Regions from separate parts of the Mus musculus genome. Here region 1 is linked to region 2. The links are chromatin contacts, called in public Micro-C maps. All regions are on one chromosome and are shown on one strand. The core of a region is the stretch at or near the end of the contact, and the rest is flanking DNA. Distances in the headings are between cores, read along the strand shown.

Region 1 (2,700 bases), core at 157-2,656, 97 kb after region 2:
CATTGCTACAAAGGATTCAACTAAATGTTGCAAACCAGAGTTAGTTATGTAGCATTCACACTGTTGTGCACAAACCATTTCTAGAACGTTCTTTCCATCTCTTAAAACTCTGTATCCACTGAGGCAGCCTACTTGACTCAGGCACTTGATAAAATATGTTTCATCTCCTGTCTATTCCAGATACACTCCACTCCAAAAGTTTCAGTGTTCCTCCCTATGGTGTCTCTGTCTCAGACAATACTTTGGAAACAAGCAGGGAATGGATTCCTATTAGGTTTCTAAGTTCTTCAGTAAACTGCTCCTAGAACTCTGCTACTGTGCTAAGTTAAGGGTCTCAGAGGCAGATGGAAGTCTAGTCCTTCCTAAGCCTGTAGATGCTGGCCTGGTTAAACAGAGCAGCTCCAAACAGCCCTGGAGGCCACCCAGGGTTTCTGGAAAGAGCAAAGAGTTGTGGAGACCTGCGCAAACCACTGCCTAGATCCTGAGATGGGCCTTCACCGTGAAAGCAGTAGCTCCTGACACTTTATTAGGTTTGGTGACACTTGTCAGAACTGAGACCAGACTGTGATCGGGCCACTGGTAATGGTGCCCGGCCAGGGGAGTTTTACAGGGTCATGAGTCACCTTCCATGGCTCAGAGGTCCAGGCAAGGCCCGCCCTGCCTAAACAAACTCAGTTGGGAAGGAGAGAACAAGAACACAACATTGGCAGAGAGAGAGAGAGAGAGAGAGAGAGAGAGAGAGAGAGAGAGACAGACACACACACACACACACAGAGAGACAGACAGACAAATGACCAAGAAGTCAGTGTGACTTTCGGGCCCTGAACCAGAGGGCGGCCCGAGGGGGCAGAAGCAGAGTCAAAAAACACTGAGGCAAGGGAGGAGACAGAGGTAAAGACAAAGTCCAAAGGTTGTCACCACCAAAGATGCAAAGTATAAACTCCAGCTGACAAGAGGCCAGGTGAGGACAAAACAGGTGACAACGGTCTGACAAAGAGGCGAAACTCAGGGCAGCGAGGTTCTCCTTCGCGGCGTCGGTTCGTGCGTGGGTGGCTCGACCCGGAGGTCGCCCCGGGGGCGGATTCTCCAAGAGCTCCAGGCGGCGGTGCACCTGCCGCGGGGTGACCTTGGCCAAGAGGTCGCCCGGGAGGCCGCAGGACTCTAAGCCGGGGCGCCGGGGCTTCGGAGTCACTCGCGCCGTCCCGCATCACCGCCGTCGGAGGGAGAGCAGTGTCCCGTGTCGCGGCCACTCGTGACCCCGACCGCGACCTCCCGCGCGAGCGCCCAGCCTCCCCGCCCCGCAGTACCTTCAGACGGCTCCGCGCCCGTAGCTCCAGCCTACCGGAGCGTCCCCGTTGCCGTACCAAGGCCTTATTCTCCGCCGCCACCGCGGGGACAACTTCCGCCCGAGCCTCTCGTCCCTCGGATACGCTTTCTGATCCCGCCCTCGAAATTGCCAGTGCTTCCGGAGGCGTGTCGTCGACGCTGGGATGTGCGCATGCTCCAGGCGTGCTTTCGGGGCGGGTCTTCAGGAGAGCACGCGCAGGGTACTGGCGTCTGCGCAATGGTCTCGAAGAGTGAGATAATTTCGAGTTCGTAGCTCTGGAAGCCTTAGTGGAAGACTGACTCTTGCAATTTATACGCTCACCCCACCACCACCACCACCACCAAAAAAAAAAAAAAAAAAAAAAAGTAATAACATTTCAAGATGGCTTTAAGTTGGACTTAAATCCACTCGTACCTGCACCTGCTGAGTATCAGGATTGCAAGGATGTGTTCCCCATAGTTGGTGTAGGGTGGATACACAAGCTGGACCCGACACACATTTGTGTCTTAGGTCAGTTTCCCAGGTGTGCGCCTACTTCTTTTTTGTTTTTTTGTTTGTTTTGTTTTGTTTTCTTTCTCTCTCTCTCTCTTTTTTTTTTTTTTTTTGGTTTTTTCGAGACAGGGTTTCTCTGTATAGCTCTGGCTGTCCTGGAGCTCACTTTGTAGACCAGGCTGGCCTTGAACTCAGAAATCCGCCTGCCTCTGCCTCTGCCTCTGCCTCTGCCTCTGCCTCCCAAGTACTGGGATTAAAGGCTTGCGCCACCACCGCCCAGCTTGCACGCCTACTTCTTGGTTGGGCTCTGGAACTCAGCCGTATTTAGAGAGGAGGTTGGGACTCCCCGAGAGAATTATTCAAAGAAATTCTGGGAGGGCTGGAAAAATGGCTCAATAGTTAAGACTACTCATTTCTCTTCCAGGGGACCTGTGTTCAATTTCAAGCACCCAACTGGTGGCACACAGCCTCCCTAACTCCAGTTCCAGGTTATCTGTCTCCCTCTTCCGGCCTCCACTGACACCAGGCAGGCAAACAGTACCCAGACTTGTGTGCAGGCAAAACACACATACACATTAAAAAAAAAAATTTTTTTTTAGAAGTTCGGGGAAACAAAACGAAAGAAAACAAATACTGAAGCACAGAACTGGGAACAGGTGCGGAACATCTTGCTAGGGGAAAAAACGTGGGGATTAAGGGAATGGCTCAGTTGGTAAATCCTTTACAAAGCATTGCAACTTAAGGACCTGAATTCACTCCCAGAACCATATAAAAATAGCAGGTGTGGTGGCAGGATTTTAACGCCAGTGCTGTGGAGGCAGGGATCAGTGAGTTTCAGAATAACAGAGAACCTGCCTAAAAGGAGTGGCTGGCACTAGGGG
Region 2 (2,812 bases), core at 194-2,693:
CCTCTTGACAAGGAATTCCCCTCTGGCCCTGGAAGGTCACAATTAGGCACCAGGGATGGTCACTTTGACAACAACAAAACACACAAAAAGGCAAAAATAACTCCCAGGTGTCTGTCCCAGCTCCAAAGAGCCAAGTTCTCATTCCGCCTCTTCGCCCCCACCACGCTGCCTTTTCTATCTTTTTGAGACCAGCACTGTGAAGATCTGCATGAGCATCTGCTACCATGAGATCCAGAACCCTTCCGAGCATAGCATCAACGACTACTCTTGAAGAGCACACATTTTCCAACAGCTGATCAACCAATGAAACCTAACCACCCCGAAATCCAGCCAAGCTCCTTCAACAGCAACAGGGGAGTAAAACAAAAACAACAACAACAACAACAAAGGCAGTGTGCCCACTTAGGGCTCGGTTTGGCTCAGGAAAGCAGTCGGCCTATTAACCAGGGCAGCTGCGATCCTTGTACGACTCAGCAAAGACACAGGCTGCCCTGGCCTGCCCCTCCAAGAGACAACCATGGATGCCTCCAGAGCCTGCAGAAAACCCAAAGCCCCAAGACGGCGGCGGAGAGGGCAGCTTCTTCCTTCTCCAAAAAGGGTCCCACTCACCCTCAGGCTAGTCCTCACCTGCAGCCCTGCTTCCGGACCTGCCAATGATCCTCAGCCCCGCCCCCTGCCTCCCCCCGCCCCCGCCCCTACAGGGTTTCCCCAGCCCCGCCCACTGCACCTGTGCTTTTCCCTAGACTCTCCTTGCAGCCCCTCCCATTGCCACCCCATGCCCCGCCCCTCGCACCTGAGCCCTTTCCCCGCCGCTAACCTACACACAGGTTCCCTTTCTGGTCCCAGAGACCTGAGCTCCCTCCAGACCCCACGCCTCGCGCCCAGGCTCCGCCCCCAATCCATCAGGCCGCGGGACCCGCCTCCTGCACCTGCGCCCTTTCCCCCCCAACACCACCACCACCACCACCACCCCCCCCCCCCGCTCCGCCATCTCCCCGACAACCACACGCTGTCATTCGCGTCCCTGGGACCCGAGCTGGCCATGGTCCCGCCCCCCCCTCCAACCCCAAGCCGAGGTCCCACCCTCGAGCCGAGGCCCCGCCCCACCCCCTCCGGCCGGGGATCCCGCCCCGCCCGCCCCCATTCTCCCCCCCCCTCCGCCCCCCGCACCTGCAGCGGCTCGCGCCCAGGGCCCCGCCCCGCCAGCCGCTCCTCTCACCGCTGTAGTCCGGGCTGGTCACCTTGACGAGGGCCGCAGTGGCTGCCACCGCTTCTTCATGGTCTTGCGAGAGGCCCAGCGGCAGCGGCGCCTTCGTTCCGAGACCGGGGCCGGATTGAGGTTGAGCCAGGCGCAAGCTTGAAACGCGAGGCCGACGCGGGAGCCCAGCCGGTGCCCAGCCGCAGTAGGAACCGTCCACTCCTGGGCCTGAGCGGCGGCCGGCTCAGCCAATCGGCGCGCGGCACCATACCAGGGTTCTCCAACCAGCTTGCCGTAGGGGCGGAGACACGCAAATGAACCGGCTGGTTGCACCAGTGCGCAGCCGCTGCAGCAGCGGTCCCCGTTCCCCCCACCCCCCCACCCCCCACCCCACCAGCCGCGGCCTGCGCTTCGGTCTTGCAGACGCTCAGGCTTGCAAGGATGCTCTGCTGTTCTCGTCGGGCTCAGCCGCCCGCCACGCCCACCCCCTGCCTAGAAATAGACTCAGTCTACAAACATCCTTCCAGGCCTCACCCAGTGTCCTTCTTAAATTCCTACCTAGAGTTTATCGTTTTCAACAACAACATCAAAAAAAAAAAAAAAAAAAAAAAAAAAAAAAAAGGCTTTGTGAGCAAGACATCATCACCTTAGTCCCATTCTTCACAAACCTATCCCTAGGTTTCTTTATGTGATTCTAAATCTGTCAAATTGACAATCACAGTCAATCCAATAACACACTTCGAGGTCCTTGAGACTGACCCATGGTTTTCACAACAGGTAAAAGTTAGGCCTGAAGAGGGTCTTGCCCAAGACCATAGCGTTCAAAGCAGGGAGAATGGGCCTGGAAGCTGTCTCCCTGCACCCAGACCCTTTTATGGCTGGGCCAGGCAAACGCAGTGAGTAGAGCTTAAATCATCTGGCTTAAAGGCAGAGATACTAAGTTACAAAGACCGTGGAAGCCAGTGGGTGGCTGTGAATCCCTAAAGTCAGAACCACAGCAAAATTCTGTTACGCCTACAAGAGAAAGGAGGGTAGGATGCTCTTTGGACTTGTAGACAAGATCATTTTGATAACGTAATTTTTGCTGCTATGGCGTCGCTTATGGAAAGATTTAGATACTGCACTATTTAAAAGAAGAGGGAGAGGAAAACAAGAGAATCAGCAGAAATTAAACCACTTTAAGAGTGAGGTGAGGGAATAGGGGATCTCTGAGGCAAACGTCTGCTATTTTGCATGAAGAACACAGTGATGCCCGAAGGATAGTCTTAAACTGTTTCCCTTAGATAAAACAAGAGATGCATGGTGTGAGGATTCTTTTAGAAAATTTGGAATCCAGAGAGGCTGAGAGCTGAGCGCAAGCTTGAGGAAGCTTGGGTAGATGGCTATAAAGTTAGGAGTGATGGTCTAGCGTAAAGTGGAGTGCTCAGGACACGCATAAGAAAATGGACGTAGCCAGGCGGTGGTGGCGCTCGCCTTTAATCCCAGCACTTGGGAGACAGAGGCAGGCGGATTTCTGAGTTCGAGGCCAGCCTGGTCTACAAAGTGAGTTCCAGGATAGCCAGGGCTACACAGAGAAACCCTGTCTCGAAAAACCAAAAAAAAAAAAAAAAAAAG

Evidence for each region. Hi-C and Micro-C count contacts between places; a contact is called where the count stands out from the background.
Region 1: a Micro-C map of embryonic stem cells shows a contact between it and region 2, with 5 times the contacts expected there. The contact joins the promoter of Zbtb43 here to the promoter of Ralgps1 in region 2. A contact is called at or near these places in 8 of 39 promoter capture datasets (cranial neural crest, erythroid cells, frontonasal cranial neural crest and 5 more), 9 of 484 Hi-C or Micro-C datasets (CD4 T cells, CD8 T cells, LSK cells and 5 more), 5 of 115 datasets of contacts at active chromatin or transcription factors (effector CD8 T cells, embryonic stem cells and memory CD8 T cells) and 3 of 9 other capture datasets (adipose tissue, liver and pancreatic islet).

The regions. Positions count from the first base shown.
Region 1 is chr2:33,467,126-33,469,825 of GRCm38.p6, forward strand. Zbtb43 (zinc finger and BTB domain containing 43) reads right to left here and starts at 1,407. Exons shown (of 3, transcript NM_001025594.1): 1 at 1,308-1,407.
Region 2 is chr2:33,370,051-33,372,862 of GRCm38.p6, forward strand. Ralgps1 (Ral GEF with PH domain and SH3 binding motif 1) reads right to left here and starts at 1,444. Exons shown (of 20, transcript NM_175211.5): 1 at 1,220-1,444.